Regions from separate parts of the Zea mays genome. Here region 1 is linked to region 2. Evidence: chromatin contacts called from public Hi-C data. All regions are on one chromosome and are shown on one strand. The core of a region is the stretch at or near the end of the contact, and the rest is flanking DNA. Distances in the headings are between cores, read along the strand shown.

Region 1 (4,370 bases), core at 642-3,141, 160 kb after region 2:
TGCATCTGCCTACCCCTGCGCAGCCCACGGCACAGATCGCTGCACCAGCTACAAGCCAACCGCAGCAACCTTCCTTTCCGTCCGCTGCGACTTCCTCAAGCGCCTTCTCAACCTTTAGCACTCCGGCTTCCGCTCCATCCTCGTCTAGTCTGTTTGCAACTCCAACAACTCCAGCTCCATCGGGCAACCTTTTTGGTGCGCCAGGATCGGCTCAGTTGACCACACCATTTGGGACACCTTCCACTCCTACGTTAGCATCGACGCCAGCTCCTGGATTTGGGACTAGCGCTACATCTAATTTGGGTGGGACATCTCTATTTTCTACACCGTTTGGAGGTAACGCATGCTTGCTCAATCAACATTACATGCTGTAAGCTGCATGTTAGTAATTTGCATGCTACTTAAAGCAACTACTAACTTGGAACTGCACGTACTTACTGATTGATATAGATTGACCGTATTAACACTGTTTTTCTTTCCTGCGTGTTGCTTGTTTATCCTGAGTTCAGTGCTTTCATTCTAAATGACTATTCAACATTAGGACAAACTGTAGATCATGACACATCTATGTATTTTTCTTTTCAGGTGGAGCTACAGCTTCAGGTTCCAGCTTTGGTGGTGCATCCGTGAGTAAAACTGACACACGCTTTTAGTTGGTTCTGCCTTCGTGTTGCCAAACTCGCCTTTTCGCCTTACACCATGTTTACCCATTTTGAATGTTGCAGAAAGGAAGGTCGAAGCCCCGGGGACGACGCTAGATGTAAATGGACCAACGTGAAACGAGGATGCTCCTGGTTCACTTGACTGCTCCCCTTTCCCTCTATCCTATGCAAAATTTGTGACTACTTGTCGCCAGCAATTCTAGTGGAGTTTTAAGTGACCTATTGCATGACTACTACCTTTAAGCCTTTGTATCAGATATACCATCGCATTAGTTGTCATAAACTTTTAATCTTTGTGCCCCTTCACAGTCTCTTGCCTGGGTGTCAGGGTGTGCTGTCACAACATAGGGCTGAACAAATCTAGAGTTAGAACATGCCAGCTGGAATTCCAGTTTCTTCTTTGAACATGAGCGTTAGCAGCTCGTTCCTTGGTAGACAATCTCGTTCTTTAATGCACGTATTTGATCGTCATTCCTTTGTTTAGAGGTTACTTCATGCTGTCACCCACGACATGGAAGCCGAGAGCGGCGACGGAGACAGACACGACGGACGGGGGGTGTATCTTGATTCCACACGGAGTATGCATGGTCGTTCGTGGAATCGTAGTCATGCACAACCATCCGCACATTCCCAGGTGCACCGTTCCAAAGTACAGTAGCCGGCGCTGAAAAGGCTCGGCGACGAAAGGCCACTGGGTTGTCCCGCCGTTCCGGCTTCCAGGCGATCCATCTCGTTTCGGGGAACGGAAGGCAAAGGCACCGCCCAGAGCCCCAGACCCAGAGAGGCGGACTTGACTCGTCGTCTACGGGGAATCCACGAACGGAACGGGCGCCCACTCAGCAGCCGCAAAAGTAGGTGAATGTAGTGTGGATCCGCCACGAAAAGGGCCAGCTTTATGGATCCCGTTTTACACACTTGAGTGGGCTGCCTTTGCAGCGCACGTTTGTTTACTCGTACTGGCAATCACTGACGTACGAGCCTGTGAATGACCACACCTGCGAAATGCTCGTACATTTCACTGCACAAAAAAAAAAAGGAAGATTAACGAGAAGCTGAAAAGGCTGATGCCCAGATATCATCAGCGTCTCTCAAATCACCGAGTACGACCCGGCGTTTGCGGCCGCTCGTTTCCATTTCCATTCCAGAATCAGATAGCTTTCCCTTTGTTCAGAAACCGCGAGCAATGTCTGGTAGTATTTATACGGCCGCGCGTGCTGGACGGGCCAACCGGCCAGGGCCAGTCTCTACATCGAACACTTCGTTCAGACGGCGGCGGCGGCCATGGCCTCTGCTGCAGGGTCTGAGGAGGCGTGCAGGGAGATCCGCCGCACGTGCGGCGCGCCGCGGCGCCTGGGCCTCCTGCTGGCTCCGCGGAGCCCCGCCGAGAGGCAGCAGATCAGGGCGGCGTACCGTGCCAGGTTCGGCGAGGACCTCGCCGCGACGCTGCACGGCACCCTGGCGGCCCCCAACACCAACCAGGTGGACGAGGTAAAACCCACAGACCAGAGTCAGGCTCACGGCGAGCGGTTTAACTTGAATTCCCTCCTTCCACTCCTCCAGCTCTCCAAGCTGCTCTACCTGTGGGCGCTGGAGCCGGCGGAACGGGACGCGGTCGTGGCGCGGGAGGCGGTCGAGGGCGGCGTGACCGCGGCCGGCTACCGCGCCCTCGTCGAGGTGTTCACGCGCCGGAAGCAGGACCAGCTCTTCTTCACCAAGCAGGCCTACGCGGTCAGGTTCAGGAGGAGCCTGGACCAGGACATGGCCACCGAGCCGTCTCACCCTTACCACAGGGCACGTGCCCGTCCTTCTTTTCTCTTTCGCTTCTTCTCTTCTCTGCGGCGGTCATGGCGTCAGACCACCTGACTTAACCACCGTCACCGTTGTTCGTTCCAACAGCTGCTGCTGGCTCTCGCGGCGTCCCGCAGGTCGCACCACGACGACCTCAGCCAGCACGTGGCGAAATGCGACGCGAGGAGGCTGCACGACACCAAGAACAGCGGCGCTGGTGCTGGTTCTGGTTCCGTCGTCGACGAGGCTGTGATCCTCGAGATGTTCAGCAAGAGGAGCATCCCGCAGCTCAGGCTGGCCTTCTGCAGCTACAAGCACATATATGGGCATGACTACACCAAGGCAAGTGGACTCGTCTCGTCAGCTACACCACATGGTGCCATGCCATCCACCTCATGCAGCCTCAATGACTCTGTTTTCTTGGCTACCCTTGCAACAATTTGTACGCATGCAGGCACTGAAGATAAACGGGTCTGGCGAATTCGAAGGACCCCTCAGAGTCGTTGTCAAGTGCATCTACAACCCTTCCAAGTACTACTCCAAGGTAACAAAATCCCAGAAACCCATGGATCGGTATCAAATTAAAGGCAGACTGTTCTGTACCTGTGTTTTTATTCATTCTTCTGCCCTTGATATTTCCAGTTACTGCACAGAAGTATGCTACCCGCAGCGACTGATACGAGGATGGTAACGAGGGCTATCTTGGGCAGCGATGATGTCGGTATAGACGAGATCAGATCAGCGTTCCAGAGTAGTTACGGGAAGAGCCTCGCAGAATACATCCAAGAAAACTTGCCTGGGAGTGACTACAGGGATTTCCTCGTGGCTGTGGCGAGTGCGTCAGTGGCACAATGAGGTTGTCCATGCTTGTAGTTGTAGCAGAGGCATCCCTGAGTTGTCCATGGAAGAAAAGGAAAGAAAAAACACTGTTTTGCACGCTGCAAAAGTAAGTCGAACAAGGAAAACAGCAGTCTCATGTGTGGGATTTCAGTTTGTTATACCATTTTATTTACAATTGCTAGGCTCGACGGTGGAACTACCAGATCTCATATGCAAAAAAAAAAAAGATGAAGATAAGCTTATTGCAGAGCACTATATTTCAGACATCAGGTCAGATGAGCTTCATCTTTCGGAAGTACTGTTGTAGATGCCACAGCTGTAAAACAGAGACTGCAATGCAAACAACAAGAGACAGCATGCTCAGCCACGTGACCCTAGAATTCGTCTGCTCACTGACGTCCCTCATGTTAGCTTCTCTGCACCGAGAACAACTTCGTTAAATAGATTGCTATTGTACCCTGGATATCAGCCAGGTACGTGGATAATCACAACATGAAGCTAGAAAAAACAAATGGATGCACAGACTTGGATTTTAGTAGCAGCAGGTTGTCATGGATTGATTGGACAGCAACTTCGAGCTTGAGCAACTCCAGTTCAACTCCCTGATTATAAAACTCCATGTCATATGGAAGGGGAGTAAAACAAGACAACAGCTGGCAGTATAACGCCTCATTTTTTAATATACTTCACCTCGATCTTTTCCTTTTTGGCAACAGAATCCCAGTCTCTACTAGCCAGCCCAATTTTCCAGTCAAGGTTTAGCTTCACCACTAACCCTCTGTCCTCACCATCAATTGAGAAGCAGGCAAGGTAGTTCCCTGCTTCTGCTGTGGTAAATGCAAATTGCCCCATCGAAACCTTCTCTTTCTTATGAACAATGTCTCCAAAAGGGGACGTAACCTGAAATAATGACCCCCCAAAGAAATGTAAGCATGTTAGACAACTCCCGGTCAATGTCCAGTTCCTCTCCCAGCAAAGTTACCAGTATGTTCTCTATGAAGTGAATTGCAATAGATTTATCCACTACCACTACCATGCGCAAATAAGTCAAAGGCTTTTGAGGGTAAAATGTTGCAATAT
Region 2 (4,395 bases), core at 1,814-4,313:
TTAAGTGCATGGGCCAGACAAGGCCAACCCCGCACGTCAATGACCTGACCTATCAGCAGCTACTTCAAGTTACTGTAGAGGATCCGGTTGCGTAACAATGTCCAACGTAGGAACTTGACAGCAGATCCTATGGTTAGTACAAAAAGGGCTATTGATACCTGGAAATACAACTGACAGTCCACAACTCGTCTTAGCTTTGAAGATTTAACAATTGCCACGATTCGAACAAAGCAATATGATTCTCGTGTGTGTTTCCTCAGCAATTAGCTCTGCAGTGAAATGTTTCGACACCAAAACTAGTTACATGTTAAGGTTCATGTGTTTTTTCTATGAAAAATGAACTGATTCATGTATGATTTCTCTGAAATTCTTTCATTCCAAAGAGGGCCTAATTGTTTTTTCGCCACTCCCTTTGCTCGGCGCATGTCTGAATCTTCACCCCCTTTCCCCTTTTCATCCTCTTCCACGCTATTTCCACGAATACCCACAGGTCTACCCCTTTATTAGTCGGAGGACTGGAGCCCTGTCTTTGAAAACCGCTCTACCATCCTTTGCCACGTACTGATATTGCCATGCCGGACCTAGGAACCATGCCATGGCAACTCCCCCAAGCAAGCCTCCCAGCTGTCATGATTCAAGTGAACTAGTGAGCTAAATCCATTCATGTTGTAAAATGAACAGATAATCCAAGAAACTTACATGGCCCCAGTTATCAATTCCCCTTGAAAGGAGGCCCATACCCTATGAAAAAAGAAAATGTTGCACATGGAACAAAGAAAGTTTTTGAAACGAAGGCAAAATAAAATAAGCAGAAAAAAGTGGAGCAGTACCATATTCAGGACAACCACACGCCCAATATGTTCTAAACTCTCTCTAGAATTCCCAAAAAATCTTCTATGCCTCCACATATAAACTGCATAGGCTCCAACCTGATAGTGCAGATAAAGGTGATATAAACACTTTCATGACCAGTTGTATCAGAGATTTATATTTCAATAGGACAAGACCAGGACTATTTTTTGACAAAACATAAATGTGGTGTACATAAGAAACAAAAGTCTGAAATACAGAAATACAAACTACAAATAAATCATGTTTCTGGCCTGTTTAGTAAAGATGTGCAGTTTTGAGGAGTTAGTACAAAGGAATGTTATACCAACCATTTAGAAGTGACGAATTAAAAACTTGGTTTCCAAGTTATAGTTCACTTAAGCTTTGTCCTAACTCGTATGTCAAACTTGTTAACTTTGACTGTTTTTAGGGGGGATATATTTTTACATGGATAAGTTCATATAAGTCCGCTATCAATACATGAGTTATGGAGAATTTAATTAAACTAATTTTATATTATAGATGTTTGTGTATATTCTACAAAGCTGGTAAAAGTTAGAGAAGTTTGACTCATGACAAATCTAAAGTGAACTATAATTTGGAACAAAGGGAGAAGTTTGTAGTTTCACATTGCTAATGAATTATGCCATATTATAGGGTTAACATGATTCTGGCACTGGGTAATGACCACAAGTGTGACAAACAAGTCCTATCATATGTAGCGGCAAAATAGACATACCAATCCAAAAATGGCACCTGACGCACCAACAGCAGGTGACGCACTAAAACGGTAGCTCATCAGTGAACCTATTTATGTTCCAAGAATTGATTAATAACAGTGATAACTTAAGATCAGGGCACTACCATCCAATCCAAAAGGTTAAGAACAAACACCTGCCAGCGCCGAACTGAAATAAACAGCTAGATATCTTCTAGGACCACTTAACATTTCAACCATGGGCCCAATAGAGTTCAAAGAGAAACAATTGAACTGCATCATTATGACAACATCCAACAGGTAGGAAGTTAGCTGATATTTTTTCTATGAAATATAAAACCCAATTCAAACATAAAAACATACTGCAAGGTGGGTGAGATTTGCATGAAGTAGAGATGATGTTGCCAAACGCCAAAATTGCCCTCTATCAATCAGACTGTTGATCTTTCATTGCAAATGATGGTCATAACTGTATTAGGTTAACAAAATCAACAGCGCATAACTGAAACAGAAATTCCAACCAAGACACAAACCTTGGCTCCCCACATGAGAAGCTTTCCTTGTGATGCTACCTGAGCGACATAAGCCCTTCGTTGAGAGCAAAAGGAAGGGTGTTAAACAACAAATGTACCAAAGGATTGGAGCTACTATCACATAAACTCAAATTGTCCACCGACTTACAGGACATTAAGAGCAAGAAGGACATTAGTCCAGAGCCTCTTCTTGGAATCGATTCCACGAGGCCGTCTGGACAACAACTTCCCGTTGCTGATGTATCTACCCCCTGACCCGTTCCCACTGAACAGAGCAGAGCTGCAAACATAAGGTGCAGAGAACACAATCCCTATCGCGCCAAGAATGTGGAATGTCGCAAGCGATTCTGATCCTTCAAACCAAAAGCTACCCATTTTCGGCAAGGCATCAAGATGTCGCACCTCCTAGAGTAGAAAGGTTCACTTGACATTAAGTATTTGATCGAGCGCGCGCGCACACACACACACACACAAAAATCGCCATCCAATGAACAAAGAGCGTGAGAGCTCAGTCAACAACAGACTGAGGGTCTGAGGCCTGTTTGGTTGGGAACAGACTAAGTAGACGCTATCATGGTGTGCATCCCAAGTTACAACGAAATGGAAGGCGAGGCGAGGCACGGTACCGGTGAGCGGAGGAGGCCGGCGAAGCGGCGGCGGAGAGCGCGGCCGACTTGCACGCCTGCGAAGGCTGCGACGACGGTCGGCCTCCAATCGCCGCCGTCTCCGCCGCCATCGCCGCCGCGGCCGGAGGAGGAGCCTGGTGGGGGCGGGGGAGGCCACGGGAAGGAGGAGAAGGGGAGCAACAGCCACGAAGCCATGGGCACCACCGCCGCCTGCGTGCGTGCGTGGACCACAGGAAGCGGGGGGACCTTTTGAGCTTTCGTCTCCCTTTGCTTCGGGGAAACGGCATCGGAGGCGCACAGGAGAGCCGTGCGTTGGGCTGTCAACCAGGGCCCACTGGTAGATTATCGGATTTGGCCTCCACCTCCATAGAGTTTAGTGTCTGTTTGCCAGCGGTCTATATATAATATTTTCCTCTACATTCATTGAAAATAACTTTATTTTGTTTAAAAAAAACCAAACATTCTAGATTCGTTAAATTCTAATTTACCAAAACGATAGATTTGAAGGTCAGTTTACTATTTTGGTAAAACTCTTTATTAGAGGATGCAAGACGAACTCAAATTTAGTATGGTTGGAGAGAGAATTGCCACCCGTTCATTCTAAATTATTTTCCGTCGTCCTCTTTTACCCGGCCCTTTTCCTCCCTGGCCTCGCCTCTCTCCGACGCCCGGCCCAGCCATGGCCGACGAGCACGCCGATCCCATCCCTTCGCGCCATCCCGTAGAGCTCGTCGCCCCGAATGGTCCTGTCCTGCCCAACGCTAGTCGTCTGTGGATAGGCTTGACTACACTAGGGCCACATGCCGCCACGAGCCCCGCCGGTCGCGCCAGCCGCCAGGGCCATGGGCCATCGCGCGCGGGGCCTCAAGCCCGGCTGCGCCGTCGCCACGCCTAGCCGAGTAGCCGTGCTCTATGTTTTTTTTTTCTTCGCGTCATCTGAGGAGGCATACATGGACGTGTGACTTCTATCCGGAGGGCTACGTAGTTCTAACTAAAATGTCCGGAGGCATATATAACTAGAGCTAGAATATCAGCTACACAAATTTTGTAGATCTATAGTGGATATCAAATCTATTGCAGATTTATTGAATACGGAGCCTAGGAGCGACAAGCAATTTGAGGCTGTTCCCCACGGCTTCCACAAATTAGGGCCCCTGTCTCTGTTACAAGGTACTGGTAAGTGGTAACCCGTAGCAAACGCAATCCGAGCTCGGTCAGAAACCGTTATGAACTATGAAGGCCGTAACACAATAGCACGTAACATTATGTTCTATTATTTGTTACCGAGTCAAACGAGCATGTATGCTCTAATGCTCAGGCAGTCGAAATTGTACGTAGAAAGGCGAGTTAAAAAACAATAGAGAGAGATCCACAGACGCGAAACAGGACGAATGGAAGCCGACAAAACGTGACAATGTACTTTGTGGGCTTGTACTGCTAGCCGACTAACCTTTCCATGACAGGTGCTCCCAGTCCCAGTCCCAGGCTGGGCAAAATCGTTCTAGACTAGTGCGATCGGCTGTACAGATCCGCGATCGTTCCCTGTCGCGCGTGTGTCCTGGCGACTGGGCGTAGAGATGGGCCGTGGACCGGCGAAGCGCATGCGAAAGGAGGCGGGCCAAGGTCGCGTGTCGTCGTCTTCGTGTCTCGTCGATTCAGCAGGCTCGCGTTCCAGATATGATGATGA

Evidence for each region. A called contact is a pair of places that touch in the nucleus more often than the background predicts.
Region 1: a contact with region 2 is called in a Hi-C map of endosperm, with 4 times the contacts expected there. The contact joins the promoter of LOC100275591 here to the promoter of LOC100191736 in region 2. A contact is called at or near these places in 6 of 25 Hi-C or Micro-C datasets (bundle sheath, ear, endosperm and 3 more).

The regions. Positions count from the first base shown.
Region 1 is chr2:190,500,767-190,505,136 of Zm-B73-REFERENCE-NAM-5.0, forward strand. LOC100275591 reads left to right here and starts at 1,892. Exons shown (of 5, transcript NM_001365909.1): 1 at 1,892-2,150; 2 at 2,223-2,453; 3 at 2,559-2,792; 4 at 2,905-2,994; 5 at 3,093-3,653. The coding sequence starts at 1,944. The coding sequence ends at 3,305. LOC100282882 (nucleoporin p58/p45) reads left to right here. Exons shown (of 6, transcript NM_001155788.1): 4 at 1-336; 5 at 586-626; 6 at 726-1,117. The coding sequence ends at 758. LOC100285181 reads right to left here. Exons shown (of 4, transcript NM_001158075.1): 2 at 3,981-4,190; 3 at 3,816-3,892; 4 at 3,431-3,706. The coding sequence ends at 3,562.
Region 2 is chr2:190,340,815-190,345,209 of Zm-B73-REFERENCE-NAM-5.0, forward strand. LOC100191736 reads right to left here and starts at 3,064. Exons shown (of 9, transcript NM_001155169.2): 1 at 2,709-3,064; 2 at 2,231-2,487; 3 at 2,083-2,137; 4 at 1,913-1,993; 5 at 1,726-1,822; 6 at 1,571-1,638; 7 at 831-929; 8 at 700-741; 9 at 242-624. The coding sequence starts at 2,903. The coding sequence ends at 493. LOC111590834 (a long non-coding RNA gene) reads right to left here. Exons shown (of 4, transcript XR_002749972.1): 4 at 4,282-4,395.